2 separate regions of the Mus musculus genome follow, and region 1 is linked to region 2. A link is a contact called in public HiChIP or PLAC-seq data. All regions are on one chromosome and are shown on one strand. Each heading gives the region's core, a stretch centred on a gene start, on an enhancer-like site or on the middle of the called end of the contact. The rest is flanking DNA. Distances are from core to core; before and after follow the strand shown. Region 1 overlaps Fbln2 (fibulin 2). Region 2 holds the start of Hdac11 (histone deacetylase 11).

Region 1 (6,675 bases), core at 3,609-6,108, 76 kb after region 2:
TCACAACATGCAGTCGCAACAAACATGGAGATGTTTGAGGTCTCATGCACCCCCTGGGGATCCAGGGATGCATTCCTAGGCACCCTCTAGGGATCCAGGGGTGCATTCCCAGATGATAGAAGTTCGAGGTCTCAGGCAGCCCCTGGGGATCCAGGGATGCTCTTCCAGATGATAGGGGGGATTGCTGGGGTCTGCCATAGAGTGGCCATTGCTCTCCTTGGGGGCAGATCCCACTTTTACAATGGCAGCAACAGTATGTCTTCCTGGGGACACTGTGACCTTCCAACGTCCTTGCCAGCTCAGAGTTGTACACAGTGCATAGGTTAACCTGTTAATCACTTCACTGGAGGACTGTGGTCTGTAGAGGGTCAGGGAACAGTGAGGACATAAGGAGGAGGTGCGTTCAGTTACAGAGACCAGCAGAAGTCCTGGAGCACTGTGATTGGTATGGCAGAGGCCTGCTCTTCTTGATCACCTTGCTCACCCAGGGGCCTGTGTGAGAAGGGTGTGGAGAGAGTGTCTCCACTGCATGCCCTTGGAGAGAAAACTTTGCTGAGTGGGCTCCTTACCCATAAGGCCCTGTGCATGGTAAAGTCAAGGCATGCATTGTCCAAAAATTTTTTTAAAATGTTGTGTGTCCATGTGGTATATGAATGTGCACATTTGTAAGTGTGGATGTGTCTGGAGGTCAGAGGTCAGTGTTGGTGTCTTCCTCTTTCTCCACGTTACTTTTTGAGACACAATTTCCCACTGAACTTGGAGCTCACTGATTTCAGCTGGGATGGCTGGCCAGGGACCCCCTGTCTCCTCTTCCCCAGTGCTGGGATTGCAGGCGTGTGTGACTGCACCCAGATTCTCAGGTGGGACCTGGGAACCAAACTGAGGTCCTCGTGCTCGGGAAACAAGCAAGGCTGGCCCAGCCCCCAGCTCCCTGAGCATGTGTCTTACTGCCACTGGAACACGCTTGCTTTGTACATGTTGGGCTGCTGCAGTGACTATTTCTGGTCTTTTTCCTACCCTTTCCACTTAGCTGTCCACTTTGAAGGTTCACTGGGTCCTGCTTTCCATGCCGTGGGGTCCATCAAAGGATGTGGCTCTCAGGCTGCAGGCAGGACAAAAATGGAGCTGTGGCTACCTGGGTCTGGAGGACGAGGGGCAGCCAGGTGGAACCAACCATAGCTATGAAGGAGGAGGGAGAGTTGGGAAGCTGAAGTTGTGGCCCTGGGGAAAGGAGCCACGATATCCCAGAGGGAAGGAGGGGAAAAATGAGGAGTAGACACGCCCCAGCCTCTCTGCTCCTCCCTTTGACTGAACAGAAAGCTGGAGAACCAAGATGGGGTTGCAGCCAAGTCCAGTCTCTCTGGCACAGACCAGCACAGCTTGAGATAGACAGCCAGACAGTAACTCAACTCACACAGCGGTACCTTCATCCCACAGACCAGCTCAGTGCTCCCTGGGTGTGGAGTGTTTGCCAGCTGCATATAGTGGAGTGTGTGCCATGTAGTGTGGTAGCTTCAGGGCACACGGGATGGAGTTGTCCTCATATGATGCTGCTCTAGCATATGTCCTGTCTGCACTTCATCTCTGGAGGGTGGGACTCACAGGGAAACTCTGGGACACCCCAGCTAGGTGTGGCCGAGACCTTACTCTGAAACACTGCATCCATGCATGGTAAGAGCCAACTGAGAAGTCTTGTGAAGGCCTCCGGAGGCCTGTGGAGTTCACTGGACATTTGTGGAGGCTGCTTGGATCTCCCTTCCTTCCCCTTCCTCCTCTGACACCTTCTGGAGGGGTACAGGATTTAGTCAGTTGGGGTGAACTCTCAGAGCGCCAAAGATCCTTCAGATTCTGTACTTGGCATGGGCACAGGCTCCTTCCTCCACTGTTATCTTTATGGTATGTATGCTTCCTGACTTCCCAAATCCTGCCTAGTCCAATCCTTCACATCCCCCAGTATATGCATGGACCTCCATCTGTTGATCCTTCTAGGCTTCCAGAACTCTTGCTCCATTCCCTGCCTGACCAGATCCTGTCTGTCCACAAACTCCGTAGACTTGATCTTCACAGGAACAGCCTTCCACCCTACCCCTCACCTCCCATCCCCACCCCTCAGTCTTGTTCTCTCCTGTATTCCACACTTCCTGCTCTGTCCAGATCTTTGCTGCCCTCAGCACAGAGCAGCCACAGGTTGTCAGGCCCCTGGGCTGCCAGCACCCCATATGTCACTCAGCAAGAAAAACCTGGCCTTCTTTCGCCACTCTCCCATGCTCACCTGTTGCCAGGCCCCCCAAGGCTCCCTCTCCCATCCAACTTCCTCATCTGCCTCCCACTGCTCCTGTCTCTAGCCTGTGCACTTGCTGTCCAGAGCCTGAAGCACTTAGCCTCCAGCAAGTCATCCAGCCTCAGTCAGATGCCACCTCCCGAAACCTTCAGAAACCTTCCCTGGCTCACAGAGGTATCAGGCTTCACAACCAGACCTTTCCCAATTTCTCTATTTACTGTTTTAAAGAGCCATGAGTGCCTGGCACAGGTGGGAGCAAACCATCTACCCTCAGGGCCATCAGCCCTGGAAGGCTGCCAGGCTGCATGTCTGGCTTGCTGGTGGGGTGCCCGAGTGCCATCAGCAAGCCTCTCAGGGGAGGCAGAACACAGTCCCTAATAGGGGTCCCAGTCCGTGTTTCCCTGGGTGAGAAACAGCAGAGTGAGTTGGACACTGTGGTTCCCAGTCTCCTGTATGCCCAGACTCTGGGAGTTGGGAATGGGGGTAGGGGTGCTCTGTGGTCTGAGCTACTGCTCAAGGGTTCTGCTTACCAGGCAAGAAGGGGATGGCTGAGCCTGGGATGGGAGTGGAATCTGGTTTGGTTCTGAGTGGAAGAGAGAGAAGACCTTTTCCAGGAGATTTAGGTGTGACTCTTTACAATGAAGCCCCCTCCCCTGCTGAGATCTTTGATGAAGGAGATGGTCTTCATCAACAGTTTGCTCGTCCAAACTGTTTTAGTAGATGGCAGATGTAAATGCATACATCTTACTAAGGTTGAACCAGGAATTAAATACCTTTTGTGGGAAGGAATGCCCAGGAAGGGAAGCTCATTGGCTAAACACTCAGGTCTATCTAGCTACCTCATTGGCATGGAGAACTCCAGGTTTTTGTGCTCCGTAACCGATTGTCATGGTCTTCTCAGTAGGGCGTCATGGTTACGTGTTGCGGATCAGGTAGTTTGGCAGGGAGCTGGCTCCTTGCCTGCCATTCTCAATTCTGAGATTCCCCAGGGTTTGAGCCTGCTCAACCTTACCAGTTCTTCTGTCTGGTGGCACGGTCCACTTGCCCCACAGGAGGTCAGCCAGGTGGCCCATCTTACTAGCTGACGCTGACAAACCCCCAGTCCCTGGATGTGTCCATCACAGATCCCTGATGCCTGCAGCTGGTACCTCCAGCTGGTAGTGACCAGCTTGGCATTATTCCATTGCTGCCTTCAGGGCTCGGGCCATGCTGACAGACCATGCTTACCCTGCTGGTCTCAGAGGGAGCTGGGCAACTCAAGCACATCCATTCTTTGGAAAGCTCAGCGCTCTCTTTACTCCTCTTTCTTGCCTCAGACCTTTGAGAAGTTAGCATCTTCTTAATGTTTGACGTGAGAGCAGGGCGTGGCGGTGCAGGCCTGTTACTACCCCAGTACTTGGGAGGCTGAGGAAGGAACATTCTCTCGGGTTCAAGGACAGCTGTGAATACAATGTGAGATCTGTCTCTAAATAGAAAAGACATCATCCTTTATTATTATTATTTTTTAAAAAGGATAAATGTTGAGGTTTAGGGATGATACTTCGTTGTATTTTCTGAAAGATAAAAAACAGGGCTGGGCTTGCTCAGTTAGTAAGACTGGCACCAGCACGTGGGCTCAGTGCTATGTCCCTGTAACTGCAGCTCTGGAGAGCCAGACGGAAGGAGTCCTGGGGCTCAGTGGCCAGCTAGGCTAACCTAATTGTCAAGCTCTCAGTCAGTGAGGGACCCTGTCTCAAAAGAGGTAGACAGTGTGTCTGAGGATAAAATCTGAGGTTGTTCTTTGTAATCACCCACATGTGCAACAGGCATGCTCACACATGCACACGTGTGCACACATGGGTGTTTCCCCCCCCAAGATGTGTGCACACACACACACACACACACACACACACATCAGATAGGTACCATCAGAAAGCACTGGTGGTGTGAGAGCCCCCATTTGGGGATTGTGGTGTCCAGAGGGCTGCCCTGATGCTGAGTCACCCGCTGCCTGTGGGGACCTGTAACTTTTGCAGGAGGGAGGATTGGTGGAAAGATGGCATATGAGTGGTTGTGGAGGACTTTGAGGATAGCGTGAAGAGAGAGGCTCCTGCAAGCCAGATAGGCCGTATGTATGGAAGTGGCTCCTAGAGCACTCTGGTGTCCCAGTGAGTCAAGGAGGCACGATGGGGAGATGGATGGCTGGGCCTCAGGTTGGGCAGGTGGGAGGTGTTGCGTGGAGCAGCAGAGCAGTGAGAGCCAGTCTTGGCAATGGACAGGACAGAGACAGTGATTCGGCACGAGGAGGTGGCAGGAGCGTCCCAGGTTGACCTTGAAATCCCAGGGTCTCATGGGATAGATGATCTTGAGCTCTGAAGTCTAAGGGCTGGGAGTGCAGTAAACCCGAGGTTGGATGTTTGGGCCACTCTGCAAGGGGTCTGTTCCTACCCAGCATCCCTCACTTCACCCCCTGACTACAGTCAGTGTCTGGAGGAGGAAAACTGTTCTGGCGGCTGTGTGCGGATGTGGACTCACCCACCCACACACACATCAGACAGGTACCATCAGAAAGCACTGGTGGTGTGAGAGCCCCCATTTGTGTCTTCAGTATGTGTGCAGGATGACTCATGGGTGTGTCTGGGTGACTGGGCATGGAGAGGCCACAGTGATAGGCTGAGTGAGTGTGCACTCATGTGTACTCGCTTAGCTTTACCTGTGTGTGAGACTGTGGGCTAGATGGTTCAGAAGGTTCAAGTCACCCTGAGCACACAGATTCCATTCCAGAGGCCACATTGCTTCATCTCCTGAGTGCACACACTCCTGTTCCTATATCTTCCCCGTATGTGTCTGTGTGAGAGAGAGCAGGGCTGAGTGATGTATGAGTGTGGGTTAGGAAGGCATGCCTGGAGGTAGAGATGGTGTGTGCTATGTGTAGACATGTTGGGGCATACACCTCATCTCTCTCTATGTCCTTAGTGTGACAGGCTTCCTCTCTGTTCTCCTAGGGACTCCTGAGACATGCTGCTCCAGGAATCTGCAGGAGTGTGGCTGGCCTTGGCTCTGGTCACAGCTCTGACTCCGAGCCCAAGCATGGCCGTCCCGTGGCAGGATTGCACAGGTGCTGAGTGTCCCCTGCTGGAGAACTGCATCGAGGAGGCGTTGGAGCCAGGAGCCTGCTGTGCTACCTGTGTGCAGCAGGGCTGTGCCTGCGAAGGCTACCAGTACTACGACTGCGTACAAGGAGGGTTTGTGGATGGCCGTGTACCAGCCGGCCAGTCCTACTTTGTGGACTTTGGCAGCACCGAGTGCTCCTGCCCACCCGGTGGTGGCAAGATCAGCTGCCAGTTCATGCTGTGCCCTGAGCTACCACCCAACTGCATTGAAGCTGTAGTAGTAGCCGACAGCTGCCCGCAGTGTGGCCAGGTGGGCTGTGTCCACAGTGGCCGTAAGTATGCTGCTGGCCATACCGTCCACCTCTCATCCTGCCGGGCTTGCCACTGTCCTGACGCTGGTGGTGAGCTCATTTGCTACCAGCTTCCTGGTTGCCATGGGAACTTCTCGGATGCTGAGGAGGGTGACTCTGAGAGGCAGTATGAAGACCCCTACAGCTATGACCAGGAGGTGGCAGAGGCAGAAGCTACTACGGCCATTGTGAACGAGGTCCAGGCAGGTGCAGAGGGCCCCCCAGCTGCTCTGGGAGGAGGGAATCTGCCACCGTCCTCCATCAGAGTAACACCCTGGCCAGTTGCCCTTCCCAGACCCACAGCAGCTGCTGCCCTGGGTCCCCCAGCACCTGTGCAGGCCAAAGCCAGGAGAGTGACATTGGACACTGAAGAGGATGAGGAAGAAGAAGAGGAGGAGACACTAGTCACTGAGCCACCAACAGCAGGCAGTCCTGGAAGGCTGGACAGCCTGCCCACAAGATCCCCAGCCAGACCTGGTTTCCCTGTCCAGGAGAAGGAGGCTGAAGCTAAGGCAGGGCCTGAGGAAAACCTTATTCCTGATGCCCAGGTCACTCCTCGAAGTGTCATGCAGGAGGGTGCTGCACCTCTGCCAAGGTCAGGCCTGGCTGCTCTCAGTCCATCTCTGGCCACTGACAGCTCTTCAGAGGACCCAGTAAAGCCCAGCGATCACCCCACTCTATCTACACTGCCACCTGACCGAGCCCAGGTCTCCCCCTCCCCAGAGACACCTGAAGAAATACCCCAGCATCCACAGTTGCTACCTCGATTCCGGGCAGAAGAAGACATAGACCCCAACTCAGTACATTCTGTCCCCAGAGGTGATCTTGATGGTAAGATCCATTTCCTGTGTTCCTGAAGGGCCACCGAACCTGGAAGGAATAGTCGCTGACTATCCTAGCTAGCTCCTCGCAGCTACCATCTCTCAGGCCTGAGACAAAGTGGTCCGAGTTG
Region 2 (7,172 bases), core at 4,454-6,953:
ACTCTTGTAAGGACAACATTTAATTGGAACTGGCTTACAGATTCAGAGGTTCAGTTTAGTATCATTAAGGTGGGGAACACGACAGCATCCATGCATGGCGCAGAAGGAGCTGAGAGTTCTACATCTTCATCTCAAGGCTGCTAGTGGAAGACTGACGTCCAGGCATCTAGGGTCTTAAACCCACACCTATTCCAACAAGGCCACACCCCCTAATAGTGCCACTCCCTGGGCCAAGCATATACAAACCATCACACTGCGCTGAAATGCAGCATAGCCACTCTCTACCCAGCAGTGTCACATTAGGGATTGTAACTCAGTCGCAGAAGATTCAAGGTGTATGTGAGGAAGCTGGGTGTGGTGGCACATGCCTGTCATCTAGCACTGGGAGGGTAGAGGCAGGAGGAATTGGTGTTTAAGGTCATTTTCCACTGTGTAATCAGTGAGATCAGCCTGAGTTACATGAGACACTATCCCAAATTTAAGTTAAAATTAAGATTACATTGGGTTAAGTAATCTACACAGAAGGCTTTGTGTATGTAAACCCCACATCCCTGCATAGAACAGGCTCAGGCCTCCATGGATTTGGGCAGCATCAAGTCCTTGATAATACTGAAGGCAATGTGCACACTATACAACTTGCTATGCTAAACACCCACTGAGATATAACTTCAGTTCTCAGACTGTCAACATCTGTAAACGTGCAGATAGACAGGCTTCTGTGCTGCTGACAAAGGTATAAAATGATGCCATCTTCATAGGATCATTTAACCAGAAAGAAAATTTCTAGCTGGTCCTCTGGATCTCTCAGTCTGCAGGACCCACCGGGGTGTGGAGGAGCCCGGGAGCTGGAGATAAACTCAGGTCACTGTGGGACACGGCATGCACCTGGGAGAATGTCAGCGGTTACAAAGTAGAGGAGCCACTGCTGAGCAAAGGTTTGCAGAGATGTGTCTTAGGTGACGATAGCATGTGATGTGAGCTCCTGTTACAGTGGGGAGGGGGCACAGTTAACATGAACGTACATCACAAAGAAGATTTGCTAAACTTGTTTACACAATCTGGGATGGGTAGTTCTGGCTGTGGCAAAGCTAGAACAGGAACTGCTCAGTCCCTGAAGCCAGGAGCCTCAGCAGTCTCAATCTGATGCCAAAGGCCTCGAGGAGTACAGAGAGCTTCTGCTTCTCAGCCCACACTGGGAGGCTAAAGAAGCTGGTTCTGATGTCAGTGAAGGACAGCGGTAGCGGTGGCAGCAGGGGCAGCAGCTGCAGGTTAGACACACTAACAAACAAGAGGGGAAGACCAGCAGACAAAACCCCCAGAGCTTTGGCTCGTGAGTTGGCTCAGTGGGTAAAGGCATTTACCACTAAGTCTCATGCCCTAAGTTTGATCTTTGACACCCACATGGAAAGAACTGATTCCTGTAAGTTGTTCTCTGACCTGCATACATATTCTCTAACATGGATATTCTCTCCCTCTCTCCCCCCATCACACACACGGGGGGGGGGGGCAAGAAATGTTAAAAAAAATGTCAGCTTTTTTCCTTTGGACCTCCTTATATTTAGGCTGCTTTAGAAAGTTCCATCTACTCTGGTAGAACTTTCTCCGCCTCTGTTAGCCTTTCTTATTAACCCTCTCAGAGGTGAGTCTTTTCAAGATTCAGTGAGATTGACAGCTAAGATAAACCATAACAGAAGGGAGTCAGTAAGAAGTGGCTGGTGTATTCTCCAGGGGACTGGAATTCAAGCCTATACCCCCACTCTCTCAGCCTTGCTTCCCCCTCCTCAAGAATAGGCAGGAAGATCGGGTAGGACAGGATGAGGTGCACAGGCAAGGGTGATGGTGGGCTCTAAGGGGCAGAGGCTGCCTCTTAGGGTCTAGGCTCTTCCCACCCTATTCTTCTCCTGCCTCTTTTGGAGGCCATGCCAGGTTGGTTTCTCTGAATAGCAAAGTGCTATGAGAATGGATGAGTGGGAGGATGCATAACCAAGTGGGGACAGCCACTAAGCTCAACACAAGTTAAGGAAGCCTTTCTGAAGGCTCTTCCACAGAAAAGTAACAATTTAAACAAGAAAATAAAGAGCTTGGGATCCTCAGTAGCAGCAAGATGCCATCCAAGGAGAGCTATGCTGCAATTCTGTGTTCTCAGCAGCCTCCGAGGTACCCACTGAGGGACAGTTGAGGTGGTCGGCAAGTGGTACAAACAGGAAGCTTTTAGAGAGTCTTAGGAGTGCCATTCTATCACGAAGGCAGCCTGCCTAAAGGAGGCCACCGGCCACCACTGACAGCTGCAGGTTTCTTGGAGGCAGGAGGCAGCTGCGGGAACCAAATGCTCCTATGCTAACCCAGGTGTGGTGTCTTGGAGGCTGAGTCTCAGGCTCTGTGGGTCCCCAACGTTTGGCAATTCCTCAAATTGGCCTTCCTTCTTCAAAGAGCATCCGATGCCAGGCCCCTGCTGGAGTGAGTGGGAGTCCTCTAGAAACCAGCCTTTTTACTCTGAGAAGTGCTTCAAGGAGAAACTAGCCCCTCCAGAGTTCCTCCACACAGCAACAGGGCCAACTGAGCTCCAATTGGCTGAATGCATGTACACGCAAATAAGATACACAACGGGGGCCAATCAGGGTACAGCTATCAACCAGGCGAGGAGAAAGAGAAACCCTTCCCATACTTGAAGATGTTCTTAATTAGGTCGACAGGTCCCACGTCCCTCACCATGATGTTAAGGAAGTGGGCACTGAGCTGTCAAACCTAGCTCCCTCAGTTTCTGGTTGCTATAGAAATGCTCTGATCACCTTTGCACCAGAAACTGCGGCAATGTCCAAGAGCCAATCGTTGCTGCCGTTGCTATGGTGATGTTGCTAAGGCAACAGTGTGATCCTTGAGGATCTGCAGCCTGCTTCCCTGCCTCAGGTGTATCTGGCGCTCTTGTCAGTTCAGTCTGGGGCGGGCAGGCTGTCAATCAACAGTGCCTTAAGCCTTGTTTGAGTTTGGCGGCTGTCAGAAAGCTCCGTATGGAAGCCCCTGCAATCCCTACCTCTTATATATTGCACAGAAAATTCTGTACTCAGATTGAAGGGGCGGTTGTAGTGGTGGTGGTGGTGCTGTTGCTGGTATCAAGCCCAGAGCTAAGTCCAGTGCTCTACCATACCACAGAGCTATATCTGCATCTCTTGCTCACTTTTAATTGAGATAATATGAATGGTGTGAAAGCGAAAGGATAATAAATATAAATGTTCAGTAAGTCAGTGTCTTATCATGATGACATTGTAAAAATACATTGCTTAAAGTGAAAAGCCACCTCTCTGAAGGAGCCTTCCGTGACTCCTGTGAACCTGGGCCTCAGAGCCTCAGCTTGTACACTTTGCAATAATACAACGTGTAGAAATTATGATTTTTGTATCCTTTTTAAAGATGTGCCCCTCCTGAGAGCTGGAGGACTTGGTGGTTAAGAGCACTTTGTTGCTCTTGCAGAAGACCTGGAGTTCAGTTCCTAGCATTCACATGATGGCTAACAATTATCTGTAACTTCAATTCCAGGGGATCTGATGCTCTTTTCTGGCTTCCGTGGACATTGCATACACGTGGTACATAGACAAACATAAAGGCAAAAACCAATATGTATTTTGAAAAGTAAATGCTTGTTTTCGCCCACTAACCCTTGGGCTTGGCTGGGGCTTCCTGCTTTGTCGACTGTATGCACAGCTGTGACCCTGTTGCTGAGTCTTAACAGATGTGCTAGAATGCTGCAACCAAGAGACCCCCAAATTGAACCTCTCAAATCACACAGCTTATTCTCACACCTGTGACCATGCAGACAGGTGGGTCAGCCTGCTGTGAGTGTCTGAAGGGATTGACAATCTCCAGTGCTCCTCCCTTCTCCTTAGCCACAGAAACCAAACTTAGTTCACACTCTCAGACTAAATCTGCTCTCTTGGGCCTCAGCTCCTAGCTGCGTGCTCTGACTCCTTCTCCCAGCCTGACGTTCACGTGTGCAGCTTCCTAAGCCTCAGAACAAGTCCCCCGAGATGAGACCAGCCTCTCTGGCAGTCTAATATGTTTGTGTCTCTCTGTGTGTTTTTGTCCTAAGTTTTGCACACTTATTCACACCCCTAATATTTGGGCAAGTGATTTCACCTTCCTTCCTTTCTTTCTTTCTTTCTTTCTTTCTTTCTTTCTTTCTTTCTTCCTTTCTGCCTCAGTTTCTCTTGTATAAAACTTGCCTTCCAGGGTGTTTAGAGTTCATTGTGAATGAGGCTCTGGGGACTGGCTTAGCTCTGTCTTAATGACAGGCACTCAGTAAGAGCTGATGTTATCTTTGGAGTCTCTCAGCTTCCCCAGAAGGTACACAGTCAACATCATCTCCTAGCGCTGAAAGCCCAGCAAACAGATTCAACCTTCCAAGACCAGGGTGCTGGCAGATAGCCCAGGCTGGGCTGAATATAGGCTCAAACTTCATTATACCAAAGGAATCAGGAAGACTCCCCTCCCGGTTTGTAATAAGCAAATGCTATTTCTTCTAACTGCCCAAGTCTATAGCAACTTTAAATCATAATGCCACTGTCTTATCTACGATGGTTCAAAGTCTGTAACTCCTAACACATAGGCTAGGCCACATGATATGGGAACGCTCCCAAACCACTAAGAACAAGAAATTGCCTTTTGTCCTCTGAACTGAAGGCAGTGTCTCCTCTGGGTCAGCCCCACTACCCATGGCTGGGGCAGTAACTCCTGACTGAGCTCACACTCCTAGGGGCAGTTTTTCTCAGCATCTTTCAGAATTTATGTCCTGTTTTCTGAAAATTACCTAGCAGTAGGCACATCAGAGGCATTCTTCCAAACTGTCAGACAACGATCAGACTTGGCTGGCAGATACATATTGTTGGTGTTCATGCCAGAGAGTTCGAGTTCAATCCTTAGAACCTACACAAAGGTGGAGGGAAAAACTTGTCTGACCAGAGCTGACTTTTGATCTTCACTGTGACATGCTACCTCATGCCCTAACAAAACAAAACAACAACAACAAAAAAAAAAAAAACGTTGCCCATTCCCTTCACATGACCCTGTGGCCCCTGGGCTCCCAGCTGCCATATTAGTTCCTGGCTGCTTCTCTGGTCAGCTGCTTCTGTTTGGTTGATGAAGACAGCTGGGTCAACAGGGGCCTATTGTCTCTTCTTCTGGCCTCCATTGTTGGGGCCCCAGCTGTCGGTCAGCTTCCAGGGTCAGGGTGTAGGGGGAATGGAGACAGGAGATACGTTCAGATATTCACGACTGGACCCTAAAAATAGGATCACCAGACCTGTTCTACAATAGGGAAACAGGTTCAAGGCATTTTATAAGTGGGGGACTGTTTATACCATGGTGAAATAGCCACAGATGGTACAGGAATGCAGGGATGCACCGCAGGAAAGAACATATAGCTGGGCTGGTATGCCCAGAACAGACCACCACATAGTGCAGAGAAGCCCGTGGTCACATCACCTAACCAAGTGTCTGATTATTTCTACCCTGGGAATGCGGGCGGAGCTGCGCATGACCACGCCCTCCAGGCGGCACTCCATTGGGTGCTTCTCCTTGGCCGGCGCCGGTCCGGTCGTCTGTGACGCAGCTGCAGGCCAGAGCTCCACCTCCAGCTCCCAGCGCCATGGAGGCGTGTGTTCTGCGTAGGCCCTGCCTCTTGCACCCCTCCCACCCCTCCCGGTGCGGAGTGGCGTCCAGAGCAGGCAGGGCCGGCTGCGGGATGTGAGTGTGCGGGGTCGCGCGTGGGGCCAAGCATGGGTTCTGGGGATTCCCATGGGCACGGCGGGACAGCTGGGGGCGGGCTGGGTGACCGTGCGGACGAACGGTGGTTCTCCCCTTTGCAGGGCACCGCGGTGGGCTGCAGGGCTGCGAGGAGGGCACAGCCTCCTGCAGTCGCGGTCTACTCACCTCCCCTCCCCCCGCCCCAGCGCATTTTGTTCCCAGCTTCACAGATGTGTGAGCTAACTCGTGAGACAGCCACATTCCAGCCCCTACACCATACACCCCGCCTTCCCCCGTGCAGGCCTTGGGCCTTGGCACCAGTACTCCTGAATACACCTGGCACTGGCATGTGACCTTGGGCACACCTGGTCCCCAGAGCCGCTGTTAGGACTGTGTTGGAAGCTGATTTAATCAAAGCCAGCCAGGGTTCAGGAAGGAGCTGTTTTCATTCCTGTTGGTTGTTAAGTGACCTGGTGTGAGTGGGGAGGGGAACACTGCTTTCCACAAGGAGGCTGTTGTCCATATGTGTGTCTCTTTTGCACGTTGAAGGCCTCACGCAACACAGCTGTACCAGCATGTACCAGAGAAACGCTGGCCCATCGTGTACTCACCACGTTACAACATCACCTTCATGGGCCTGGAGAAGCTGCACCCCTTTGATGCTGGGAAATGGGGCAAGGTGATCAACTTCCTGAAAGGTAAGAGCCGCCCCCCCCCCCAGACTAGCACGTGTCTCCTCCATTTCCCTATCCATACTACCTCCTCAGACCTGCATCGACCTTCTCCATTTTTTCCTTCTCCCTATCCTCATCACCCCCTCAGACCTACATCTGCCTCCTCCATCCCTGTGTTCATTCCATCCTTACCTGATTTCAGCCCCCAGACTGCCTACTGCCTTCTGCCTTGCTGTTAAAGGGTCTTTCCAGGCAGGCTACTAAGCAAGATGGGACCTGTCTTGTATTCCCTCCAGTTAGATCCCTATCTCCCTTCCTAAAAATCTAGAGCAAGCTCCCAGGTCTGCATCGTGCAAAAAATAGGATCAAATTAGACATTAATAACATAGCTGTTTCTGTTGGGTTTGTTTTCATTCCTCGGGGGACCTCCTATCTACGGCAGGTGGTACAGCTTCCCCCTCCGCTGTAGGGACCTGCCTGAACATCCAAAGGAAGTCATGGACTAGAAAGCACACAGGTGATGTGTGGTGTTGGTATAAGGCTGGGATGCTAGCCTTGCACGTCTGTTGACTGCACAAATGGTTTCCTGCTGGTGCCCTCTGCCCCCATCTGGGCTCCTGCCTCTTTCAGTGGCACAACAGAAGGGTTCTTCATCCCCCTCAGCTGGGAGTGAGCGCCAGCCCCTCTTACTCCTGCGCCTCTGAGGATGAGGAAGGACGGGAGGCAGGACCACAGGGCAGGCTCCTTGGGCACCGTGGCTGA

The links. HiChIP or PLAC-seq counts read pairs in DNA pulled down with a chosen protein or histone mark.
Region 1: an HNF4G HiChIP or PLAC-seq map of pancreatic cancer cells shows a contact between it and region 2. The contact joins the enhancer-like site here to the promoter of Hdac11 in region 2. A contact is called at or near these places in 4 of 39 promoter capture datasets (embryonic stem cells, maxillary cranial neural crest and neural stem cells), 4 of 15 datasets of contacts at CTCF or cohesin (the NIH/3T3 cell line, embryonic stem cells, pro-B cells and 1 more), 14 of 484 Hi-C or Micro-C datasets (the AML12 cell line, the G1E-ER4 cell line, Sertoli cells and 3 more), 2 of 115 datasets of contacts at active chromatin or transcription factors (oligodendrocyte precursor cells and pancreatic cancer cells) and 3 of 9 other capture datasets (adipose tissue, embryonic stem cells and pancreatic islet).

The regions. Positions count from the first base shown.
Region 1 is chr6:91,227,798-91,234,472 of GRCm38.p6, forward strand. It overlaps Fbln2 (fibulin 2), which reads left to right. Exons shown (of 18, transcript NM_007992.2): 2 at 5,266-6,554. The coding sequence starts at 5,279. Among named protein-coding and RNA genes, the nearest start is that of Fbln2, 18 kb to the left of the region's middle. Within about 2 kb of position 4,859, at least 7 of the 459 cell types and tissues checked have an H3K27ac peak or open chromatin away from gene starts, as enhancers often do. A contact at or near this core is called in pancreatic cancer cells, where this site is marked.
Region 2 is chr6:91,151,112-91,158,283 of GRCm38.p6, forward strand. It overlaps Hdac11 (histone deacetylase 11), which reads left to right and starts at 5,704. Exons shown (of 10, transcript NM_144919.2): 1 at 5,704-5,736; 2 at 6,286-6,434. The coding sequence starts at 5,735.